Regions from separate parts of the Mus musculus genome. Here region 1 is linked to region 2. Evidence: chromatin contacts called from public Hi-C data. All regions are on one chromosome and are shown on one strand. The core of a region is the stretch at or near the end of the contact, and the rest is flanking DNA. Distances in the headings are between cores, read along the strand shown.

The links. A called contact is a pair of places that touch in the nucleus more often than the background predicts.
Region 1: a Hi-C map of neural progenitor cells shows a contact between it and region 2, with 4 times the contacts expected there. The contact joins the enhancer-like site here to the promoter of Mis18bp1 in region 2. A contact is called at or near these places in 4 of 484 Hi-C or Micro-C datasets (cerebral cortex, cortical neurons, embryonic stem cells and 1 more) and 2 of 115 datasets of contacts at active chromatin or transcription factors (astrocytes and embryonic stem cells).

Annotation. Positions count from the first base shown.
Region 1 is chr12:65,378,630-65,384,198 of GRCm38.p6, reverse strand. No RefSeq gene overlaps it. Among named protein-coding and RNA genes, the nearest start is that of Gm25599, 150 kb to the left of the region's middle. Within about 2 kb of position 1,663, at least 13 of the 459 cell types and tissues checked have an H3K27ac peak or open chromatin away from gene starts, as enhancers often do. A contact at or near this core is called in astrocytes and neural progenitor cells, where this site is marked.
Region 2 is chr12:65,169,869-65,175,775 of GRCm38.p6, reverse strand. Mis18bp1 (MIS18 binding protein 1) reads left to right here and starts at 3,196. Exons shown (of 14, transcript NM_172578.2): 1 at 3,196-3,327.

The DNA.
Region 1 (5,569 bases), core at 414-2,913, 210 kb before region 2:
ATGTGGTTTGCATCAAGCTTGGTCTCCCATGAGTTCTTGGGTGTCCGCTATTGTCCAGAGACCTGAGCAAGGGGCTCCTCACGGAGTCTTTCACAGCCAATAGCAGCCACCAATTCTAATTAACTTTTATGTTCATCTCTTCTCAAAAGGTTACAATTTCTTTTGGAGTATGATGATGAAATTTATATTGGCTGAGGTGGGTAGACTGCTTCTATTATCTGAAGTCATAAACAGGGTGATAGCTTTGAGTAGCAAACAACAAAACTAGCTCGGACTAGTGTAAACAAGAAAGTAAAAATGCTGCAGAAGCACGTAGGAGTTTTAGGAGCACATAGTCAGGTTCTCAGAGCAGCTAGCCATAAAATGTCAGATTCAGACTCCAAACAGTGCAGCTGGATTTTAGATGTGCTTGCTCATGGCCAGTTGTAACATATTACTAAGCCATCTAGAACACTGTTTCTCAACCTCTGGGCTGAAACCCTTTTGGGAAGCGAAAGACCTTTTTACTGGCGTTGCCTTGACCATCAGAAAACAGATATTTACATTAAAATTCATAGCCTCACAAAAGCTACAGTTATGAAGTAGCAACAAAAATAATGTTATGGTTGAGGATCACCACAACATGAGGAACATTAGAGGGTCTCAACGTTACGAAGGTTGAGAACCACTGCCCTAGAAAGACTCAGGCCAGAGGATGAGAATTCAAGGAGAAGGATCTCAACTGTCAAACTTTCGTTCTTTTTGATTCATTCATTGATTCATTCGTTGATTCATTATCTTTTTGTGGTGCTGGTGACGGAACCCTGATCTTTCTCCTGTGTAGGACAGGCACTTCCCCCAAAGGGCTACTCCCCAGTCCCATTTTGTATTAAACCCACTGGGCTTCAAAACAAAACAAAAACTTCTGACTATAAAGAGGATTGGGGATTTGTGGCAGCAGGGACAAGGAAAGGAGAATGTTGCGCCCACCTCGTCCAGCAAGGAAGACACAACACGGTCGGATTCTTCTCAACAGCTTTATTGCAGGAACGCCTCAATGCTGCTATGGGAACCCTGGGTACCCAGGGAGGACTCCTTATATACACCCCAGCACAGGGAAAAGCTTTGTGTCCTCCTGGGATTGGTCAGTCTGCGGGCACCTTAATTTGCATGCACCCGCTCGGGAGGGGTTGGCGCCAGATTCGGGCTAGTGCCTGCACAGTGATGTTGTTTACAGTGACGGTGTACCAGAAACCGGCGCCATATTTTAGGCGTCAGCTGCCTACAGGAGAAGACAAGAGTAATCAGAATCCATTGTAAATAAGTATGAAAATGTCCAAGAGCCAATTTATTTTTTAAAAAAATTAAAGTGAAGTAATCCGTATCTTAAAAGCTTCTTTTTCTTCTCTTGAAATTTATTGTCATCTATCTGAATAAGAAAAAAAAAATGTTGAATTAAAAAAAAAAACAACTTCAAAGTCTTTTTTGAAAATTGACTTGACATTGAGCTAGACTTGTTAGTGTGTTTGGCCAGTTCTGTACAGATCACAAAGTGCAAGAGTGAGCACACACACACACACACACACACACACACACACACACGTTCACCACCCCTAAGGCCTTTAAAATGAGCACATTGTTCTGCATTCCTTCTCCTCTCCCTTGGGAAGAGAAGCTCAGTTTAAAGGTTTAGGCTCATTTGAATAAAAATGCAAGCATGACTTTTGAATTCTAAGACCCTGCATATATTAACTGGCTTGGGAAACAGTTCTCTCAGATAAACTACTTACTTTAAACGCCTCTTTGAGGAAATTATCACTTTGAATTGTTTTGAGATACAGCCAGAAATAGGACGTTTTTCACCAGCATATTCATTTGCCCTCGGCAGTGTGCTCTGTGCTCTACCCAGAATTCCTACCAAGTGCAGGGAGTGCGACTCATAGTTCCCTGATCTGGAGACTTAGGTGAAAATAGAAACTCAGGCCTCATAAAATCAGTTGGGCAGCTCCTTTCAAACTAAGGCTAAGCCCAGAAATCTTGTTAGGAAACTAGTGAGCAAGTGTGGAGAAAAAAGGAGAACACTTCCAAATATTTTTTTCAAGTAGGCAAAGACACCTCATGTGGATTGGATACATAAAGATACAACGTGAATCAGTTGTGGCCGGCATCTCAGGCAGGGGCAAGAGAGACTGTGGGTGGAACCCTCCAGGAGATCCACAGAGAGATCCCATTGCAAAAGTCAAAGCAACAGAAGCTTTACAAGGTTCTGCAGGCATCTTCTGCAGAGCTTAAATGATGATGCTGGGTGCACAAACTGAATTCAAAATGAACGAAGATGAGCTGAGTGTTGATCCAACCGAGTTCAAAGTCATCCTTAGCTACAAATTCAGTTAATTCCAAGTCACTCTAACTACATGAGAGCCTGTTGGGCATGGGGTTTGCAAGTAACAGACTCGGCCTACATGACATGTCCTTTCCCTTGGGAATCTCTGTATGTCTGCATTTATATGGACTTTCTCCATGTGACAATAAAGACGCCTGACCATGTTCCAGGCTTGCCAAGGCCTCAGAAGCTGAGGGCGCTTCCTTCTCACTAATAAACAAAATTAATCAATAGGAAAATGGACTCTGCTCTGGAGTTGGATTCAAACTCTGGCCTGGGTCACATTCTAACTGACTCCAGAGGAGCAGCTTGGATCAGCTCTTCTCAAAATGAGAGGTTTCCAGGCAAGGAAATAGCAGGCTGGGGAGTGGAAGGGTGGTACAGGTAAGAAAAAGCCTTCATGCTCCTCCCATAGCAAGAGGATTCTTGACTTTCACAGCTTCCATGAGCCCATGTGCCTCCTTCAGAAAAGCAACTTATGCATTCTACCTGCCTGGCCATACCCCTTTCGATCCCTAGTGAAGAGCCAGCTTGCCTCCACTTTAGGTTTAAAAGTCATCTTATAGGAGAGACAAACTAAGTTCATTCCTCTTTATGATTATACCTCTGTCTCTCAAGGATTAGGCTGTGCCCCACCTGCAACCTTAACTACAAATGGTTCTGTACTGCCTGTTTCAGCAATGGCAATTATGTCTTTGTATCAAAAAGTTGTCTGTAACCATCTTACAATAACTGCCTTTGTTTCAAAAGGTTATATGACTGCCTGTTGTTATGACTAACTTGAAACCAGGTCTTTGTTTCCAGGGACCAACTTGTTAGGTTTATGTTCTGCTCCTGTAACCTCACCTATTTTGCAAGCCAAGCCCCCTATTTTGAACCTCCCTACCCCTGAGCTTTATAGAAATCTTGTCTTTCTCTTCTCCAATGCTGAGCTTTTAAAACCCAACTTAAGGGGAAGCAGCCTGTGTACATGAATAAAAAACTTGCTTTAATTAGTTGTTTACTTATTAATTTGTCCACAATGATTTGATCTGTCTTTCTCATCCTATCTTTGGGATTAACACATGACTCACAAGTATAGTCTTTGTAATGAGGTAAAATACATTGCCTAAGGAACAAGAGAGTTCTTTTAGGAATTTCTTGCCAGGCAAGCAGGGTAAAGAAATATCTTGAGAACAGTTAGACCTCTCATATAGTACAACCAGAACTATCAGTTACCACAGAAAAACAATTTAGTGGAAACTACATTCTTCTTTTCCAGCCTCCACATAAGTTTAAGAATGATCTTATTATTAAAATTCATTTTTGGAAAATTGAGTTCCACATCTAATAATATTATGTGAGTTCAGATCCGATTTGTAATTTAAGTCAACTAGAACTGCTTGCCAGAATAGGAAATGTATTAAAACCATCTACTCCGATGTGTGAGAGAACTAATAAAGCACCTTCTACCCAGGATATGAAAGCTGTCAGTATACTGAGGTCTTCCTGTGGTGTCTTGACCCCTCAGGGCAGCTCTCCAACCCAGAATAGACAAATGAGAGTTTAAGCTCTGTATTTCAAACCTTGAGCTGGAAGACTGAACCCACAATCTCTGGAGCCCTAAAGCAATTATTGTAGAACTCGAAAGGGTTAGAGTGAATCAAAGGTAACATACTCCTCACACACACCATGGTCTAATTTTCTATCTGTGATATGACCCAAGAAAGGAAAGTCACTGGTGGTCTAAGTACTGAGGTAAAATTAAACAGCTTATTTGGTGGAAAACATTGTCATCATAGGGCTTGCATATTTTACAAGATCCTTTTCAATATAACTTCTGGTAAACAATTTAAAAATAGCTAACCTGGCAAGGCATAACATGAATGAGAATAGAGGTTGTCACAGATCATCAAAACAGGCTCACCACAGCTATAAATATGTACTTGTCTTTCATGGAATTTAAAATCTTTTCATTCGCCAAAGAAATTTTAGGCAAAGAATTTGAGATCATAAAAATGGCTTACTGACAAAGAAAATCAGAATAGGAAGTTTAATACTGAAAAATACAATTGAAATTAATAACCCGACAGGGGGATTTGGATAGAGATACTGGGGAAGTTAGAATTAAAATACATGACAGAGCATCTATAATGAAGCAAAGGAAAGCATAGATATAGACATGAGATAGACATGGGTGTAAGTTATACTAAACCTGGGAAGTTTATAGGACAGAGGATAGAGTTGATTTTTAAAAGACAATAGCTAAGAATTTCCTTGAAACTTTTCTAAGTGATAAGAGATATCAGCTCACATGCCAAATGCCAACTGAGTTTATCTGAGTGGAGTAGCCTACAAATGCAAAAATTATTTTTTGTAGTTCAAAGGCAACCACAATACCAAGGAGATAACAGACCCGCTGTCCTGGGTAGGTTTCCTTTCTGGCTATGGAAGGCTATCTTCCCCAGGAAAGGGCTCACAAGGAAAAGGTTAGTTTTCTGGGGTCTTCTTTGTAAGGGTACACAGCCACTCATCAGAAGGACACAAACATCATTCAGTCACTTCCTGAGTTCTCACCTCCTAACGTCATTGCACCAATCACTGAATTTCAACACACATTTAGGAGATTTATAAACTTTTAGGTAAAAAATTGAGATCATAAAATGTCTTAACTTTAAACGAAAACAAAATAGAAAGTTCAACACTGAAAAAATATAATTAAAATTAATAACTTGACAGGTGGATTTGAACACAGATCCTGGACTTGAGAGGCAATGTGCAATAGGGACTCTTGGGAACAGTACATGAAAAATCTCAGAGGGATTTTTCTCCCCCCAAATACTTGAGGGAGATGCCTGCTGTTTTCCAGGTGTCTGGCATAACGCCTCAGGAAAAGACTTTTCTCAGCTGCTTTCTAGCATAAAAAGAGAAAATATGCAGTTGAGATGTGGGAAATAGGGAGAAGAGAGTTCTGAGAAATGGAAGGGTTCATATGAAATCCAGGACAAGAAGACTGAAAGCAGCTCAGTATCAGTAGGATATAAAATGAGGGAGAAAAAAAGTGGTGACAAGGACCATAAGTCATCTCATTGATAATTATATTTGTATATATTAAAATTGTTTTTATTTGTATACACTAAATATATATAGTAATATAGTATGCAGTACATATTTGTATATATTAAAACTATATATATATGTATTGATAGATAAATATAGTAGATGATA
Region 2 (5,907 bases), core at 1,947-4,446:
CATGAGGTCAAGAGGTCAGATAGCAGGTAAGAAAAAAGCTGGCAGGAGAGACTGTTCAGTGGTTAAGAGCACTAGCTGCTAATGCAGAGGACCTGAATTCAGTTCCCAGCACTGATATGGAGCACACAACCATCTGTAACTCCAGTTCCAGGGAATCAACACTTTCTCTTCTGACTTCCATGGGCACATGGGACAAATACATATATGCAGGAATTCATACAAATAACTCTTTTTAAAAAATAGAACCAGGTGTGGTAGTGCATGACTTTAATCCCAGCGCTCAGGAGACAAGAGGATCTCTGAGTTCCAGGGCATCCAGGGATACATAGGGAAATCACATCTGGAAAAACAGAAAATAAAGAAATTAAAAATTCGGCAGCCATTCCTTTCTCCAGACAGTGATTGAGGCTCAAACCAAACTGGTTCATCTACCTTAATGTATCCTTGTTGACTAGATGGCTGCCTTACCAAGTGTTACCCTGTCAGGTGCCCCTGCAGACGTACCCAGTTCTAAGACAGTAATGACCCAAATCTTATACGTGTAAAACTAGTGTAAAAACAATGAGTGTGCCCCCCTTCCATATTCACACTTAGGTATATCTTCATTTCTTCTGAGTACCTCTTTTTCTCCTCACTTTTAAGCCTATATATATATATGTGTGTGTGTGTGTGTGTGTGTGTGTGTGTGTGTGTGTGTATAATATAGATTTAATAAAATCTTCCACTTTTCTTCATAAACTAACAAGTACAGACATGAATCCTCATTTGACCTGAGTTGAGTAAGGTCCCTGGAACCAACTCTTCGGGCTACTGAAGGTGACATCAGGGAACTGTGACCCTTTTACCTGCCCCCCTAACTGCTCAACCATTTTATCCTTCATACCGCTGAAACAACAGACCTGTGCTTCCCCTGTCTAATTGAGCTCCCTTTAACGTTTCTTTTTACAAAGGTCAGATCTGCACGGAGATCTGAAGGTTCACTAGTCTCAATTCTTCCCCATGTTTAATCTTTCACAGCATCAGTTTCTTGGAGGATCTGAATATAAGCAACGGCACAGTGAAAACACTAGACTAGACCACTCCAAGGGCCTAAGAGTTAATGGGGATCAAATTGCAAAGGCTATTTCTTTGGAGGTGGGGCAGACAGAAGGAAGAACAAAAGGACAGAAAAGTAAGATTTTATATGATGGTCAATGTCCTATTTAGGAAAACATTACCAGCACTGGTATTTGGGGGGGGGGGGGGCTTTGGACCTGACACCAAGTTGGTACATTTTATACTTATAGTACTTATGAGATTGTATTATTTAGCCTGGAATTTGACCACCTTTACTCCCAAATTTAATTCAGATCCACACTCAGTCATTTTCTCATGGCCCTGCAAGGGCATTTTCTCCCTCCCTGATGCTTTCCTCTCCTCTCACTTGCTTCTAACTTAGAATAGTTGGTTGACTTATGATTCAGAAATCTGAAAAAAGTCACTTAAATTTCTTTTCCCTAGGACAAGGACCTAGAGCCTTGTGCATAGTAAGTAATCTGCCATGAAACCACACCCTAGCACTCTTTAGGTTTTGAGACTGGATCTCGTTAGGTCATCCCTGCTGGCCTCAAACTCATTCTGTGACCCAAGATAGATTTAAAATTTTAATCTACTACCTAAGCCTTTGGACTAGCTGAGAGCAGAGCTACATTATCCACTTAGCCCACTTCCATTCTTAATGTTAAATTCATGATCCCCACCCCCACCCCCCACCGCATTCCCAGGCCCCCTGTTGGGATTGTGAGTCAATAGAGGTATGGTCAAAGGGCAAATGAAAAACACCATGCTCCTGACTTGACCCTAAGACCAGGGCTAAGAGAAAAACCACCTTGACCTTTACTTGATCGCAAGCCCAAGACTAAGGTTAAGAAACAGAGTCCCTCGGTCTCCACCCTCGGGGTCCCCCGCCAAGAATTCCAATATAATATCCCTGCCTCAATCAAGCTCAGGTCCCTGCTTCTTCTAAAGGCAACCACTCTCCTGTGTGAGGTGTGTTGTGTCTCAACCGCTGGAGCAGAACTGCTATGCCAGCTTTGTGGATACCTTCCCTGGCAGCTGAGGAAGAGATATAACACATCTGTAGGGGAAGCAGTTCCTTTCAGAGCCCCAACACATACTACAGGCTGCCCTCCGATTGATTCTCCATCCTCTTGCCTCAACCTCCCAGTCTTAGGATAACAGGCATGTACTATCAAGTGGCAAAACAGACTTCAGGAACCAGTGCCACAAAACGCACTGCAACCGACATTCACTGAGAAAAGAAATTCTACTATGGTCCTTAGATTTTTTTTTTAAAGATTAATTTATTTATTTTATGTATATTGAGTACACTATAGTTGTACAGATATGGTTGTGTACAAGGTTGAGCCTTCATGTGGTTGTTGGGAATTGAATTTTTTTGTTTGTTTTGTTTTGGAGACGGTTTCTCTGTATAGTCCTGGAGCTCACTTTGTAGACCAGGCTGGCCTCGAACTCAGAAATCCGCCTGCCTCTGCCTCTGTGCTGGGATTAAAGGCGTGCGCCACCCTCCGGCCCAAAGATTTATTATAAAGAACACTGTAGCTGTCTTCAGACACACCAGAAGGGGGCATCCGATCCCATTACAGATGGTTGTGAGCCACCATGTGGTTGCTGGGAATTTAACTCAGGACCTCTGGAAGAGCCAGTTCAGTCTACTACTTGGGAGCAACTTTTTTTTTTTTTTTTTCCTGGCCCGAAGAAAATCTAAACAGCAAACTGAAAGAAAAATTCTTTCAAACTCTCTAAAGCAGTTTTTCTCCTCAGAAACGGACTACACTGAGAAAGCGCAGCCTAGAACTAACAAGTGTGGCCCGCAAGGGTCAAATTTAGTAAATCGCGCCTCGGTAAGCGCCGCTGGGCGTCAACCGTCGTGGGGTTTTCTCCCCGCGGAGCATCACGGGAGGAGTGGCGAGGCGCTCCCGGGGGCCCGCCTTGTGGAGAGAAACAAACTCCACGAGCAACCGAGGGGCTTCGGTCGGACGCTTTCCGCTCTCACAGCCTCGGGCCGCTCTGGGCTGTGCTCCTGTTTCCTGGAGTTCCGGAAGACGCGCCGTGTCGCAACCTCTGCGCGGGCCAATCGCAGGCACCGGGGGGCGGGCTCTCGGGATTTGAAATCCAGCGCTATTTGTCCGTGCTGGGGAAGTGGACGAGGAAGGCGAGCGGAGTTTCAGTCTGCGGACACGCGTGGAGCCCTTGCCCGGGCCTCCGTGGGTCTGAGGCGCTGCGAGCCCTGGGTAACCACGGCCTCGAGCTGCTGTCCTCACCAAGGTAGGTCCTCTGCTCGCTCAGCCTCGCGGACCGATCGGCCGGGTCCCCGCCTGACTCTTCTCGGGCGTCTAACTTCTGCTCTGTTCGCTCGTTAACATTGCTGCCCTAGCGCCCGAGATTTGTTCTAAAATCCGAAGTCTCCGTGAGGAGTAGCGTGGGAATGCCCAACTCTTTGTCTCCGGACCCAGCATTCCTAGAGGCAGCCGCTTATGCGTTCTTAGGATTGAATACCATGCTTGTTGCAGGCATCTGTAGATGTTAGAGATTTTGTTTGGAAAACAGGAAGTTCCATGGAACACAGGGCCCCCAATGAAGGAGCTAGAGAAAGTACCCAAGGAGCTGAAGGGGTCTGCAACCCTATAGGTGGAACAATAATATGAACTAACCAGTACCCCAGAGCTCTTGACTCTAGCTGCATATGTAGCAGAAGATGGCCTTGTACAAGGCCACCAATGGGAGGAGAGGCCCTTGGTCTTGCGAAGATTATATGCCTCATTATGAGGGAATGCCAGGGCCAGGAAGCAGGAGTGGGTGGGTTTGGGGGGGGTATTGGGGATAGCATTTGAAATGTAAATGAAGAAAATATCTAATAATAAAAAAGAAAAACAGAAGGTTCCTTCATCCTATCCTTAAAGTATAACACTGTACAGTCAGGCGCATTTGTTGTTGTTTATTTTAGAGATTATAATTTACTTAGATTCTCCTCCCCCCTTCCTCCCTCCAAACCCTCCCTTACAAACCTCCCTACTCTCTTTCAAATTCAGTGGTTCATTTTCACCAATAACAGTTGCAAATATGTACACACACACATATATATTCCTAGCTATAACCTGCTGAATCCGTGTAATGTTGCCAGTATGTATGGTTTGTTGTTGTTGTTTTATGGGTTTCTTAACGTGCTTATGCTCATAAGCATGTGATGTGGGTTTTTTAAAATGTGGCTATCAAGTCTGTTTTGCCATTTAATCCTTCTGCAGTTTTTAATGTTCTTATTGTTTTTGTTGTTGAGTACATCGAATTGAGATTTATAAATGAATTGTCACTAGGAGAAGCAGGAGCTGGTAGGTGGTAAGGTGCTCTACTATTTAAATCTCCTGCAGGATTTGTCTTTTGAATATGCCTGGTTTATCCACACAAGCATTCCTCATGATATCATGCTAGTAGAAAATTTACACATACATTTCACCAAGCGTGTAACAGTGCTTGGGTAGAAGTGCTGCAGCAGGGTTCTACTGGGGAGTCTTCTGGCAATGATGCTTTGGAAGCTGAGGGCTGAACCCACATTTGCTGTGAAAATCCTTCAGCTGTGGCAGGCTGGGTGGAATATTGCATCGCTGGAGGTCCCAGGAGACACTTAAGAGCAGGACATTGACTTGGTCCTGTGTGGGCTTGGCAACAGTACCTGAAGTTCCTTAGTCACTGAGGCCAATGTCTCAAGTCTTCTTGTCACTGGCTAGAGACACCATTCTCAAAGTTTCAGAATTTATTAGGGGGGGGGGGGAGGTAGTGGTGTTAGCGTTGTACTCTTAGGGCCCACAGCTTGAGATTGGTTTACTTCCATATCAACACCATCTTGGGGTTAGTTCATTAGCACACTGGCCCTGTCTGGGCTAGGCTCCTATCTGAGCTTCTGGATGGCCTCTGGTGGCTTGCTTCTGAAACCTAGTTCTTTAACTATCATGATTTCAAGTTACACCAAATGACTATTAAGCTATGTGACTATTGACATATGGAGGTGAGGTGCGCTGCTGCTGCTGCTGCTGCTGCTGCTGCTGCTGCTGCTGCTGCTCCTCCTCCTCCTTCCCCCACCCCTCCTCCTTCTCATTATGCATGTTTGAACCTAGGGTCTTCCAGTCTAGGCAGGCAACAAGTATTGGCCACTGGCTGTAACCTCATGTTTACCTTTTCTTTTGAAGCAGGATCTGTAGTGACTTTGCTCTGTAGCCATCTTGGAGGCCTTGAACTTACGATTCTCTTGCTTTCCAAATAACTGGGTCTATGGGCCTTGTGCCTCAGTTCAGCTTTTATCTGTCCTTAACATTTCTGGTCTGTTGATACAGATTGGGCTTGTTTTCAGCTTATTTGCATTTTAAAAATATTTATTTATTGTATGTATGTGAGTACATTGTCGCTGTCTGCAGACAAACTAGAAGAAGGTATTGGATACCAGATGGTTGTGAGCCACCATGTGGTTGCTGGGAATTGAACTCAAGACCTCTGGAAGAGCAGTGAGTGCTCTTAACTGCTGAGCCTTTCTCCAGTCTCTTATTTGCAATTTTTATTTGTGAAGTATTTCATCAGACTGAAGGACTGAGGGTACGCAATCCATACTTTGCCAGTTTTCCCTGGCATTGTACAGTCTATTCATTTTTATTTTTGAGATAGTGTAGCTTTATTGGCATTATTAGTGGCTTTATTGGCATTATTAGTGGCTTTTACTAACTCCCATCACTGCCCACCTGATAAATATACATCTCTTGAGTGCTAAGGCCAATATAGGTCATATAGTTTGGTGGTTTTCTGCATACTTATGCCCTAGCTTCAATCTCTTGCAGTGCTAAATTTAAAAAAAAAATGAAT